2 separate regions of the Mus musculus genome follow, and region 1 is linked to region 2. Evidence: chromatin contacts called from public promoter capture Hi-C data. All regions are on one chromosome and are shown on one strand. The core of a region is the stretch at or near the end of the contact, and the rest is flanking DNA. Distances in the headings are between cores, read along the strand shown.

Region 1 (7,299 bases), core at 134-2,633, 86 kb before region 2:
TCCTGTATGAGGTTGTGGGCAGTTTCTGTGCAAGGTTGGAGTTCAGGCAGTATCTTTGTGATAGTTTTGTCAAAAATATCTTCTATTTGCTAGATGTAATCGCCATCTCAGAGGCTTGCTGCTGAATAAACTCACCCTTTCCACTCCTTTCTAAATTCTGGCTGGCTGATTCAGCTAATCTATTCTGGCTTCAACTCCTCTCCAAGCTGACTGATTTTCATCTGGCTTCTCTCCGTGTCTCCTGAGTTGCTCTGCTTGCCCTCAAACTAACTCTGGTAATCTATTCTAATCTTCTGGCTTCTCATTCTCTGGCTTTAACTGCCTCTGCTGACCTTCACTGAACTGCAGGAGCTCATGAAGGAACTCACTCAACTCCACTGTACTGTACTCGCCACTCTGACTCCCCACTGACTGACAAGCGCTAAAGACTGAACTTGCCCCTGACCTGAATAGCTTCTCTCTCTTGTGCCACTCAGATGAGCGTTGAGCATATTCTGTCAAATCTCCCTCTGATTCACCACTTTGTTTGCCCCTCAATTAGACATCGTTGTTTAGGATTAAAGGTGTGTACTAAGTGTGTGTCTGGATTCCAGCCAGATCACACAGACCTAGAATATCTTTGCACGTCATCCCTTGCCAGAGCTGCCATCAATCATTCCTTCAAAAGTGTTTTATATTTGTCAAGTGTTGACAAAGCCATTCCATTTTTTGATTCTAACAGCATTCATGTTTCTTTCACAAAAACCAAAGATCACACAGAAGCTGTATCAGCGGTGCATTGTTTGTAATGGAAGGGAGTTATAACATTGCGGGGAAGATTGGAGGAGGCAAAAGGAATACGCACTTGGCTGGATCAAGACTACAGGGAAAGACAGTATTCGGTGTGGAGACCAAAGTCTCTTCAGCACTTGCGATAGAAACCAGTAGTTAGCAACTATACATTGTATCATTCCTCAATTGTTTCTTGTGTGTTACTCATACACAATACACGAGTAAAACATGTACAACACAACTAACAACTCTGGAGCCAGAGTCGTTGATAAAGTTGCCCGAAGCCAAGGCTGTGACCCACGCCTCCACAGAACACACATCTCGGTTTCTCTGTGCAGGCCCAGTCTGGCGGGTTGCCGGGTACTTGGTGCGATGTCCGCTGCAAAGAGAGTGGGCAGATAGATTTGATCCTTTCAACATCTGGCTCATCCAATCCAGGTATGGTCTTTACAACCTCGGCAGCAGGAAACTGTTGGATACCTTCGCTTCCACCAGGGGGCGTCTCTATAAGTTTTGCCTGGTTTGGGGGGGAAAAAAAACCGCGAACATCCGGGACTTCGCCGCAGGAACGCTGACGTGATTGGACCCTCCACGGCCGCCGTAGTGCATCGGAAGCAGTAAACAGGAAGCCGGAGAATCGTAGCCTTGGGTTGAAGAAGACCGAGAGTTCCTCGGGGACTCGCTCAGCTCCGGCCGTTAGAGCCACTTCCTCCTCCTCCCAGTCCTACGGAAGCTCTGCCAGAGGCTGCCACTTCAGCGAGCCGGGCCATGGCCGAATATTCCTATGTAAAGTCCACCAAACTCGTGCTCAAGGGCACTAAAGCCAAGAGGTGAGGCGGCGCTCGGGAGGGAGGCGCGGTTCTCAGTGCATCCATCCCCGGGGCTCAAGGGACGGGGTAGCCAAGCCACCCAGGACACTCAGACCTGCGTGGACAGCCTCCCCGACACTTCTTAGCTGACGCTGCGTGGCCGGGGATCCCCCGAAACGGAGAGACCAGGAGTCCTACTTTTGCCCCCCCCCCCAGGCCTCCCCCTGCCTGCCTTGATAACTTGCTTTAAGGAAAGTTTTTTTTTCCACCGGTCTTTCCTGCAAATGGAAAAAGCAAGCGGACAAACAAAAACGCCCTGATTCTCTGCAGTGTAATATGTAGGGGGCAGGCAAAGCTGCATCATAGTGTGAGTCGGGACCTTGAATTCGCACCGGTGATGGGTTGATGGTTCGTTTGCTGATTTATTAGACGCTGGTTCTTGTTCCTCGAGACTATAAAAAAGAGTTATGAGAACTGAATGAGACAGCCAACTCAGAATATAACAGCCAAGTGGAGGCATGTGGGTGTGATTTATAGTTAGCCCTATAGAGAAAGATATCTTGCCCGATCCTATTTCCGTCCTCTTGAAGGATCTAGCCAAAGTTGAACACTTTATTTCCTGTATCACCGCTGAAGCAGTTTCAACAGGTACTTGTCAGCGAGCTTCGTGCTGAATGAGCTCGGAGCTTTATCCTGACCGAATCTGAAACTGTTTAAAATTTAGAATTTGCTTCTGAAGATGTTGTCGATAAAATACAAAGAAGTTAAGACAGCAGTTATTAAAACCTATGTAGTGCTTTCCATGTTTCCATGATTGGTTCTTTGTTTTTTTGAGACAAGGTTTCTCTGTGTAGTCCTGGAACTTAACTCTGTAGACTAGGATAGCCATGAACTCAGACACTCACCTGCCTCACCTCCCCCACCCCACCAACCCCCAAGTGCTGGGATTAAAGGCTTGGGCTGCAACCACAGCAAGGCTCAGAATTTGTTGTAAGCACTCTGAATAATCACTTTTCCCCTAAGATCTCTCCTCGTGTTTCCATTTATGGAGCTGTAATTCATAAGCCATAAACTCCTTTTAAAGTGTACAGCTAGTGGGGTTTAGTATATTTACGAGTTCACCACTATTTAGTCAGTAAGCATTTTGCCACTCCAAAGGAGACTGTTTAACCAACCATTAAATAGTCACACCCTTCTGCCCGCCCTTCCAGCTTCTGTCGACTGCTTTCCAGCTATAAGGATTTACTTGTTATGAATATGTTATGCCTGTGGAATTAAATAGTACATAGCCTTCTATGTTTGGCTTCTTTCACTTAGGTTGCTGTTGAGACAGGATCTCCGTACGTAGCTCTGGTTGGCCTGGAACTCACAGAGATCCACCCGTGTGCTGGGGGCTGCTGCTGTGTGCTATACCTGGAACTCACAGAGATCCACCCGTTTGCTGGGGGCTGCTGCTGTGTGCTATACCTAGCTTCTTGCTCTTCGTTTTGAAGAGCAATCCATCCTGTGGGCTGTGTGTTTGTTCTGTTCTGTGACTGAATGATACTATTTTTATTATGTTCTTTCTTCATTTGATGAGTGTTTTCTGCTAATGACAATGATGCTATCAGTTTTCTGGTTTTTGTGGACATACTTTTTTCATTTCTCTTGGATATCTGCGCGCACACACACACACACACACATGTGTGTGTGTGTAGAATTACCTAGGGTGTTATTTTTGATAACTCAGTGTTTAGCTTTTTGAGAAATGCTTTACAACAAGGCTGTCTTTAGTTAAGGGTTCTATTACTCTGATAAAACAACTTGACCAAAGACATGGGGTAGGGAGAGGGGTTATTTCAGCTTACTTCTGCTTTGCAGTCTGTCGTCTGGGAAATGAGGGCAGAAGCAGCTTCTCGGTGTTTTAAACCAAACATCTGTAAATTGTAAAAGATCGTTTATCCGTAGGTCACTCATAGAGCTGGAATGACTCCTGAGTTCTCACCTTGTAGTTCTTAACACATAACAGTATGTCCAAGTCCATGCATACATCTTTTTTCCCCTTTAGTAAAAAGAAAAAGAGCAAAGATAAGAAGAGAAAACGGGAAGAAGACGAGGAGACCCAACTTGATATTGTGGGTAAGCCACCTCAGTTCTTTTTATTTTTTAATTTTTTTCTCTCTAGAACCTCTTTTATTAGGGCACTAATCCCATTTTGAGAGCTTGACCATCACAAACGAATCTCCTCTCAGTGTTGTGACCGCTGCCGAGCTCCAGAGCATTGGTGACAAGGTTTCAGCATGTAAAATTTGGAGATGATACGAACATCCAGACTATGGCATGACTGAGATTTGAGGTTCCTATAATTCTCACTTGCCTTACAATATTCTTAGAATTTATCCAAACGTTAACAAAGTCTAGAAATCCATCCTAGCTCGAAGCTGCACTGTCGTTTATTGTATGAAATGTTAGCATCTCTTATTGTTCCACTTGAAGTGTTTTCTGAGTCAGAACTGATGGTCTGCTTGTCAGGTCACCAGATAAGACTTTTCTTCCTCACCGTAGGAACCCCACAGTGGGCCAGAGACTCCATTGAGACTGATCCCCAACTTTAAAGGCCTGTCAGACAAAAGTACTGTCATCTGCACATCATTTTCTTTGGAAGCACATAAACTGTGGTGACGAGTCTGCAATTTCTTTGTTTCCAAAGGAAGTATAATGTAGCAAATTAATTATCACATACCCTGAAATGAATGAGAATCCTAAACACAACAGAACATCAAGGCCCCTATAAGTGGTTCTAGAAGCACTTGCAAATCCATAGCCAATACCTTCTGTTTTCCTGCCCTATGTGTACCTATACTTTCAGTCAAATTTCTTGTTTATTAAAACTGGGCAAGCTAAATTTTGAAACTTTGGCCAAATAAAACCACAGGTAATAGTATGTGTGGCCGTGGCCAGGCCTGGCAGCCCGATGTGGGTCCCAGGGATAGAAGGAGAGAAGTGGCTTGCACAAGTTGTCCTCTGTCTGACTTGTACACACACTGACAGACAAACACATGGACGCAAATAAATGTAATAAGAAATTTTTAAAAAGTAGGCAATGGTGTAAAGTTACGATGTAGGAAACCTCACATCACTTGAAAAAAAGCCGTTCTAAAATAATAGAATTCTGTAATTGGGGTCAGGATCAGGGGTAGGTATGTGTCTGCTGACCTGCTGTTTCTTACCATAGGTGAGTAATTAATGGTATTAGAATGTGCCAAATTGTTCTAAATGGTGTTGCTGTTTTAATGTCCTACCAGGGATAGAAAAATGTTGTCTGCTGCAGGTCCTGGGAAGTAAGCAGCCTTTCTCTCACACCGCTGCCTTTGGTTTTCTTTACACTGCTTGTCTGCTGAGCTGGTCTCTAGTTTTCCTCCGACTTGTTAACTGTTTTCTCTCATAGTTGCTGCCTTTTAGGTCTTTATTTAGCTTACCCTTATCTCAACATCTTGAAAGACTTCTGCTCTTCCTTTTGGACACATTCAAGTTTAGAGTTTTCTTCTTTGCTAACTTTATCACCCACTTCAGGGTGATTGTGTAGTGTGAGGTAGGTCTCAGAGATTGGGTTTTGCTTCTGTTTTTCCCCAGCCTCCTTTTGAATTGTTGTCTTTTGCTATGAAATGGCTACTTAAAAATTAGCTGGGTTTCTGTATGTCGGTCTCCTTCCTGACTCTTGTTCCACTTATCTGTTTTCTGTCAGTGTTTGTCTTTATTACTTCATTGCTTTATTCATCCCATAAGGTTTCCAGGTCCAGGAATTGAGTTCACCTCCTTCGTGTTTCTTTAATTAAAATTTGCTATTTATTCTGAGTGTTTATGTCCAGTTAAACTTCAGAGTAAACTTACCATTTCATTTAATAAAGTCCGTCAGGCTATCTAAGAGAGTTGTATTGCTTTTAGACTATTTGAGACATTCAGTATTTCAATTGTATAGAGCTTATATTTCTGTATTGGCTTTGCTCTTTGGGGTGTTAAGCTCCCTCACTATCATTGCTGCTTTGTTTATATGAACATCTCCAGTCATGTTTTCTTTGACTGTAGTTTAATTCTTCCTTTCTTGTGTCTTCTATTGCTTTACTGTTTTTCTTTTACCAGCCAGGACATTGGAAATACTGGGCAGATATGGTGAGAAGAGCCACAGCAGTTACTTGTAGTCCTCATCGTAAAGCCCCCCATACAGAGTGACTTAGGCATAGGATCTTTATAGGCATACTCCCAAAATAAGAGTTAGAGTTGAAGATTTTAAAAACAATTCTTAGTTGTAGAATTAGTCAAAGAGCAACAAAGATTTGAACATTTACTGGCTAGTTTTGTGCCAGCTTGACACAGCTGGAGTTATCACAGAGAAAGGAGTTTCAGTTGGGGAAATGCCTCCACAAGATCCAGCTGTAAGGCATTTTCTCAATTAGTGATCAAGGGGAAGGTCCCCTTGTGGGCAGTGCCATCTCTGGGCTGGTAGTCTTAGTTCTATAAGAGAGCAGGCTGAGCAAGCCAGGGGAAGCAAGCCAGTAAGGAACATCCTTCCATGGCCTCTGCATCAGCTCCTGCTTCCTGACCTGCTTGAGTTCCAGTCCTGACTTCCTTGGTGATGAACAGCAGTATGGAAGTGTAAGCCGAATAAACCCTTTCCTCCCCAACTTGCTTCTTGGTCATTATGTTTCTGCAAGAATAGAAACCCTGACTAAGACAAACATGTACCCCACTTGCCAACTGTTGTGACATACAGAAAACACATAACTGACAACTGCAGAATACATTTTTTAACCATACGTAGAAATGCACCAAGAAAATACTGCCATATTGTAAATGAGACTGCACAACAAAACCTTTCGAAGGTCTAAAAATAAACAACTTCATGATCCTTTATTTGTTTGGGGTGGCTCTCAGATTCAGCCTTCGTGCCTGCAGCACTAGACTGCTTTAAGCTGTTTTTTAAGTGAGATGGTGGGTTGGGGGTCCCACCACCACCAAAACAAGACAAAACTGACTGACTTAGTGATGGGCAGCTTCAGTGAGTCCTGCTTATAGTCTGCTGCTTTTTGACAGCTTAGCCCATGGAGTGATCCTGCAACCAAGAACTATGTAAGCATGTGTCTGGCCTTTGAATGGAGGCTACTTGAATTCCCAAGAAGAAAACACTTTTTCTTCTTGGGCTAACTTTTTAGGCAGTGAAGAATTCTAAAACTGATGTATTGTTTTCTCTACTTTGGCAGAGACTGAAAATTAGACATTGCTACTAGAAAGCATGTGGGGATGAGGTCTACAGTCAGAGGAGCTTACTGTTTTGTAATTCTGCATGTGTTAAGAGTGATCTTGACTGTGATAAGCAAACAAGTTCATGCAGAGCTGGTAAACTCTGAGTAACTGGGGCTGTATCAGTGTCGAGGACTGTACAGGACACATGCAAGGGTACAGTTAGGGGAAGGCAGTGCAGGGTAAACCAGCTATCTCTGCATTCAGACTTTTAAAAGGTTAGCTATAGGAAAAGCAACAGAGCTTTTGAGTAACCCTAAAATAAAAAGAATAAACTTTGATTTTTATTTTGTAGGAATCTGGTGGACTGTATCCAACTTTGGGGAGATTTCAGGAACTATTGCCATTGAAATGGATAAAGGAGCCTATATCCATGCACTGGACAATGGACTGTTTACACTGGGAGCTCCACACAGAGAAGGTTTGTATGGGGGACAAGCAA
Region 2 (7,288 bases), core at 1,950-4,449:
GAGAACAGACTCCTGCAAGTTGTCCTCTGACTTCCCCAATGTCCACCATAGTACACATGCATCCCTCCACAAGACTAACAATTTAATGTACATATACATGTTACATAAATACAGCAATTTAATGAACATGTTTAAAAACAAGCAGATATTTTGGTTTACTGTTGTGATCACACTGCAGCCTAGTTCCTGAGCCCCCATTTGATCAGTGCCCTACTCAACCCAGTTCTTCAGAAACAGGAAAAATGAGGATAAGAGTCTACTGACCTTAGGGTCAAAGCTGTTAAAGTCGGAGGGAGGGAGGAGACTAGAGTTTCCGTTGCTCTGGAGAGCTTCCATAAGGTTGTGGAAGTTAGTAATTAGCAGTCGATGGTAGGTGAGTTTACAGGAACACCCCTCTTCTAGAACAGATCTAAAAAGTGTGCTTCCTCTCCTGTTCACATAGACTTACTGCATCATACGTAACACTTATATTCTCTTAGATATTTTCAAACCACAGAAGGTAGATCCAATCTCAAAATTCCTTTTATGTATATATCAAAGGTCATGCAACTAAGAAATAATGAAGTGTGTGCTCTTCACAAGAAAAATACTTTCCATTCATACCTTTGATGTCAGTGTATTCTTCCTGTCCTGAATCTTTAACATTAAAAAACGATTAAGTCACAATTTTGGAATAAATTCTCAACTACTGTGAACATGTCAATTTAAATAAAAATACAATTCAGAGTGAATGTATGATATACATTTATTAGCAATGAAAAAGCATTTACCCAAAGTGAATGTTACAAAATACAGAGTACCTCCACAGTCTGGGCAGTTTATTATGGTAGCATTATCTCTAACTACATAAGAGTTATAGCTTATTTATTGGGATTTTTTTTCTCTTACTAACCAAAGTTTTAACTTACAAATTAATACAAACAGAAATACTATAACTTCCTTCTGAGCGATACTTACTAGAAAAATCACGTTACACGGTTGCATGTTCCCAATCTCTGGGTATTTTAAACTAAATTATCCACTAAAATATGAAAACAACAAATTGGAGATAGCAGGTAGGACATAAGTCAAATAAACTAGTTTGATAAAGCTCACAGATGCTATGGTAGTAGCGAACATCAAATACAGCCCTCCACTGTATGCATGCAAAGACACAAAGCAGGAAAGGGAGGGAGAACAACGCACTGCACTATGTAAGCCTGGCCTGAGGATTAAAATGGAGTTTCTTGTTTTGCGCCTGGAAAATACACAACTTGTTTGTACATATAATATAAATTACTGTTCTAATGTCCCTGAAGTCCGTCCAGCTGGGTAAATTCTAGATTAGAAGTTTTGCAAATTTTAATGAAGGTTGAGAAATATGGTCCTAGTTTAAATTAAGTAACAATACAAAAGTCCTCAGAGAAAACCATCATTTGTTATTTACTGACTGGACATTTATATTAAGCTATCAAGTAAGTGAGAATCTTATTTTGTTTTTGAGATATGGTTTCTTTATGTAACATCAGCTGTCCTAGGATTCAATCTGTAAACAAGGCTGGCCTCGAACTCTGATCAAACAGCTTCTGCCTCTGGAGTGCTGGGATTAAAGGCGTGTCACTACTGCCCAGCTGCAAGTGAAAATTTTAAAGGAATACCAAATAAGTTCTTATAGAGTATTACAGACAACTACTTAAAAATTTAAGCAAATACTTGGAATGAACAATTAGTCCTTCACACTATTACTTTTTCAAGTATAAATCTCTAAGACTGACAGATTATTCATGGTTAACTGGCTCTGCAATATTATAGGAAGTGGTAAGTGTAGACAGACTCAGAAGGCAAAGCACTTTTTAAGAGTTGGTTTACTTAGTGATGAAAAACTCACAGAGACGTTCTTAACACTTGAACTTGCTTCTCTCTCAAAACACACAAAAACAACTATTAGGCTTTGGTTTTAAATTATCATCTCAAAAGGCATGTTTTGTCCATAGGCATTAAAAATCTTAGTGTTCTGTTACATAAATTTAGTTCTATTTATCCTAACTTGAAAGAGTTTGTTTTTTTTTTTTAATTAATTAGAATGCTACTTGTCTGTACAGAAATACATATAAAGCTTTTTTTTTAATTTTTAGAATGAGGCAACATTTTAAATTCTGAAAAATATTAATCTAATAGATAATCCTGTTAAATTCTAGTTACTAACAATGTCTGAACTGTGTATACAGTCTGAGTTATTAACATGTTCTAAGACCACTGAGATTCATCTGCTTTATTCGCACACAAGAGCAGGAACTACAAGAACATCAGACCTAACAGCAGCAACACTAACATTATTTGAAAGACTGGTCTAAGGCAGAGCTTTAGAATAAATAAGAATTAGAGGAAATAAGAATTTCTCAAATTTTTGACCACTGCTGTTTCTGAATAGTGTTGTTACAAAAACAGCAATTTGCTGCATAGAATTCAACAACATTTCCCAAAAGCATACTTTACAGATAAGTTCAAACTTTATTTAAAACTACATTTTAAAGTTAACACACCAAATGTCACAATGAAGGGTGGGGGAGGGGGGGGTCAAGATCATAAGAAAGAAAAAACAGGACAAAAAGCAAAAGAAAAATCCCACAGTGTGTCAAGGTTTGAATCTGTCCAGGATTCAGATTCTAATGTTTTAAACTGCCATGGGCAGAAATTAGCACACCCATCAAAAATGCAGTGTCAAACTAATTTACATTTTATACAGATCAAAGCAAATGTTTATTTAGTGTCTTTTTTTTAAATGTGCTGACTATGTAAGAGAGTTAGATGAGTCTCTGAAGACATTTCATATACTCTGGGCTCCCACTGTTTCTGAAAAGAAGAATAATGATCAATGTTTTATAAATTAGTGAATTAAAATACTACTTACTAAAATTTACTTTTAAAATTCTTTTTCATAAAAGTTTTTACATTACATACAAGAACACAATAAAAAATGTGAATTTAGTTCAAATTCCCTGACAAAACACAGAATGAGTATTTGTTTTTCATGATGGGAGGCCAACCAAATATTTCTAAAAATACTCCATTAAAAGAAAAAGAAAGTAACTATTAAAAATGATTAAGTGCAAACAAGAGAAAAGTGGCTGGAAGAAAACAGAAGAGCTATCGACAATGTTCTTGAAAGACTTAAGTACATGAGGCTGTACCAAGAGGGAGGCAGCTGCACCTTCTCCCGAGGACAGACAGGCTGCCACCACTCTGGATGCCGTGTATTCAAGTGGCAGAACTGAGCTGAAAGGAGCAGCTCTGGTCTGTCTAAATGTTCACCACCCATGTCCAGAAACACAAGGGGAAAAAAATCTTATGGTTTTTAACTACCAATAGAGAAAAACAAAAGAAAATCCTTTTGATTTTGATACGAGGAATACTCGTGTGTGTGTGTGTGTGTGTGTGTGTGTATTTGGGAAACAAGGTATAATTACTACAATTATAATAATGTGTTTATCTAAATAAAAATTCATGATGTAAAAATAGGGGTTTTTACTTTCTACATCGAAGAAGGTTTAAGGATATTTAAAACAATACAGACAAAACCTCACAAATAATATGAGCGATGACAGGAGGGAAAATGGATCTCAACCCGTACTCTTCACAAGGGGATAAAAGATATTACATGAATTTTAAGCATTAAAAAAGTCATAAAGCATTAGTGTTAGCATTGCATCTAATACTTTATTAAACTAAAAATTTTAATAATAAAAAACATAATCTTACATAATTTGAAAAGAATAAAGGACCTGAATTCATTGACAGAACATCTCCTTTTTCAATAGTAGGCTTAGATTTTCTAAGAAGTAATAGTATATTTTCAAAAACTAAACTGGTAAGATCATGATTTTTCAATATAAAATTAAAATTGGTAACTTTTACCAGGTTCTTTCAGTATCTGAGAATTTCCAGCTAATTCTTCTGTCTGCATTTCACATATTTCACCAGATAAATGGTTTTTCTGTTCTTCTTCTATCATTTTCTTCCTTAGCTCTTCCTTTAGAACAAAAATTAAAAATATAATTTTCATCTCAGTATTTGTTATAAAGGCAAGCTTAGTTGAAGAGAGCCCCATACCTCTGAATAGACTGTCAGTTTGAGCGGCAAATCCTCAACTTTCACAAAGTCTTCTTCATCCGACTTTTGACTTATGTTACCAGACTCTGCTTCCTATGAGTAAGTTAGAGATAATGAAAAAAAAAGCTAACTACGGAACAAAACAAAAATCACAGCATGAGAGAACAAATTCCTGCAGGTCTCCGACCTTCACACACAATAGGACACTTGTATGTACATGCACACTCTCGACTAATTAATTAAATAAAATAAAATATTTTTGAAAGGGGTTGGAGAAACGACTCAGTAGTTAACCTCACTGGCTGCTCTTCTAAAGGACTCAGATTCAATTCTCAACACGGTGGCTCACAGCCATCTGCAACTCCAATTCCAGGGGAATCCAATGCCCACTTTTGACTTATATGGGCTCAGGACACATTCACATAAAATAAATAAATATTGCAAAAATGTTTTAAAGATTAAATCAAGCAATTTCAGATCTTTGAATACTTAAATGTACACAGCAGGAAAATAAAGCCATTTAAAAGTGTAAGTTTCGGGGCTGGTGAGATGGCTCAGTGGGTAAGAGCACCCGACTGTTCTTCCGAAGGTCCAGAGTTCAAATCCCAGCAACCACATGGTGGCTCACAACCATCCGTAACAAGATCTGACTCCCTCTTCTGGTGTGTCTGAAGACAGCTACAGTGTAGTTACATATAATAATAAAATAAATCTTTAAAAAAAAAAAAAAGTGTAAGTTTCTACGGATGTTTTTGAAACATTCCCTTTCTGAGCAATCTATAAGCTGTTACTATGAAAACATCTAAGAACAAAATCGATTTTAATTTTTAAGAAAGAACTGAAGGCACAGAGGCAGGAGGACCTACAGTCCCAGGATCGTCTGTGCCTATCCAGTTCCAGATTGGCCCAATCCACCAACAAATTCAAGAAACCAAGCCAAACAACAACAAGAGAGGGATGGATACACTGTACCCACTGGGGTTAAAATATTATGCTACATACTTTACATTTCTGCTAGGAAATTTTATATTAAAAAATATATGACCCAGACATCTGCAAACTAACCTGTTAGCTATAAAATTTAAATGAAATCAAGGTTCAGAGTAAAAAAACTACAGTACTTTTATTATAAGTGAAATTCCTTAGTACATTGTTATGTAATTTGCTATATAAAAATAATGACTCTGGTTCGAGGCCAGCCTGGTCTACAGAGTGAGTTCCTGGACAGCCAGGGCTACACAGAGAAACCCTGTCTCGAAAAACCAAAGGGGGGAAAATAATAATTAAAAAAATGACTCTGTCAAACAGGTTTCTGTCATACCCCAAATTTAAACCTTTAGGTATATCAAAGAATTTAAAAAATGCTCTAAATAGCTAAGAAGTTAAAAAAAAATAGCGTAAGAGATTAACTAATTTAAAATGTGTCATTAGCATTTCAGATATAAACATGAACTCTCTTAAAGTTGTCACCCACAACTAATTTTTTGGTTTTTAAAACTATAAAATCTGTCAGATTTTGAAATGGCCATTTAATTTATTATCCCTTTACTATCAAAGTAAGTTTTAAAGAATAAATGTTGACGGGTTCTAAACCTAAGCACAAAGTGTAGTTTGATTTATATATTCAATGTGTTACTCATGAAAATGAAATATTCAGACATTCAAAAGCAAACCTCTGTGGTAATGTAAAGACGACATACATAGTCATTCACTAACACTGGAGATTCAGTATCAGGGCTTCCAGCCAGAGAGCTCTCAGGCGTTTCCTGAGCAGACTTCACTTCTTTGACTCTAGGCACTAAGGTTTCACTTGCAGCCAAGGGTAATGGCAGAGGCTCAGGCTGTTTAGATGAATCAGTAGTAGTAAGCGAGTCCTTATGGGTAGCACTATTTAACTGTTGCTCATTTTCCAAGATATTGAGATAACAAGGTTTCACAGGAGAGCTGTCTTGATCATCTGCCATGAAAAGAAAGTCTCGGCATTAGAGGAATGAAGCATTTGTTCAATTTTACTCTGTAACACTAAGGACCAAATCTTTGAAAGAGTAATGATGACATGTAAGACAGAAAAGATCCCTATCCCTTCTCCCTACTCATGGTTCCCAAGTTAAGCCAACAGATTTAACTAGGAACATTTTAATTTAAATTTCTCAAGGCTGTTTTAAGACTAAAGCCCTAGAATGAATATTATTTTAAAACAAACTGAGACAAAACACAGCCCTCTCACTTGTACTGGATAAACAAACGTCTGTAAGGTAGTATCTGTCAAATGTCTGTAAGGTGTCGGGTCAAAGCCTGTGCTGCTGTCACAGGACGGGGCTCAGCTCCCAGCGCCACAGCAATCGGTTCACACTGTTCCGGATGGCCCAGTGCCCAGTGCCCTCTGAGGGCACTACATTCATGTGACACATGTACATAGACTAAGGTACATATGCATTTAAAAAAATGAATACATGGGAACTTGAGAGAGAGAGAGCACGCTCAGAGGTTAAGACTGCTCTTTCAAAGGTCCTGAGTTCAATTCCCAGCGGTTGCATGGTAGCTCACAACCATCTATAACAGGATCTGATGCCCTCTTTCTGATATGTCTGAAGACAGCTTCAGTGTATTCATATACATAAATAAAATCTTTAAAAAAAAAAGGAATACACAAACTGAGCAAGGGTCCCATGTCTTTAACCCCACAATGCAGGAAACAGACAGACAGATCTCTCAAGGTGGATTTATATAGAGACCCTGCCTCAAAATAAATACACAAACACGTAAATGGAAAATAATTGCTAGTTAGAGGCACAATATGGGTGCATGCATGCACCTGCAATTCGATGACTCAGGAGGGTGGAGGCAGGAGGATTGAGGTTATCTTCAAACTCTTCAAGGCCATCCTGGGCTACATGAGATCCTGTTTCAAAACACTATACTAAATGAAACAACAAAGATTAATCAATCACTCTTTTCTTACATTTTTCTTTTATAAAATATAGGCCAGAAGAACAAAGATAGGCATCAAGTCCAAAATGCCTTTACACGTACTTATATTAGCTACAAATTAAAAACTACTTTTTTAGTTTAAGGACAAAGAAAATATGTTAAAGAACCAAAGTTAGGGTAGTTTAGATTTCTTACTCTTACTAGTTGGTTCTTGGTCTGATGGTACATTTGTACTTTCTGGTGTTTTTTCAAGATCATGTTGCAGAAT

What was found. Promoter capture Hi-C pulls out the DNA fragments that hold promoters and counts their contacts.
Region 1: a contact with region 2 is called in a promoter capture Hi-C map of the C10 cell line. The contact joins the promoter of Frg1 here to the enhancer-like site in region 2. A contact is called at or near these places in 13 of 39 promoter capture datasets (the C10 cell line, the HPC-7 cell line, embryonic stem cells and 6 more), 29 of 484 Hi-C or Micro-C datasets (the C10 cell line, CD4 T cells, CD8 T cells and 21 more), 9 of 115 datasets of contacts at active chromatin or transcription factors (the 230-238 cell line, bone marrow-derived macrophages, embryonic stem cells and 2 more) and 4 of 9 other capture datasets (adipose tissue, embryonic stem cells, liver and 1 more).

Annotation. Positions count from the first base shown.
Region 1 is chr8:41,411,202-41,418,500 of GRCm38.p6, reverse strand. It overlaps Frg1 (FSHD region gene 1), which reads left to right and starts at 1,383. Exons shown (of 9, transcript NM_013522.3): 1 at 1,383-1,601; 2 at 3,628-3,698; 3 at 7,153-7,278. The coding sequence starts at 1,540. Gm50494 (a long non-coding RNA gene) reads right to left here and starts at 1,375. Exons shown (of 2, transcript XR_003947538.1): 1 at 1,252-1,375; 2 at 766-1,150.
Region 2 is chr8:41,327,527-41,334,814 of GRCm38.p6, reverse strand. Pcm1 (pericentriolar material 1) reads right to left here. Exons shown (of 38, transcript NM_023662.3): 34 at 7,216-7,288; 35 at 5,790-6,046; 36 at 4,090-4,182; 37 at 3,895-4,009; 38 at 728-2,832. The coding sequence ends at 2,807. Among named protein-coding and RNA genes, the nearest start is that of Asah1, 44 kb to the left of the region's middle. Within about 2 kb of position 3,199, at least 2 of the 459 cell types and tissues checked have an H3K27ac peak or open chromatin away from gene starts, as enhancers often do.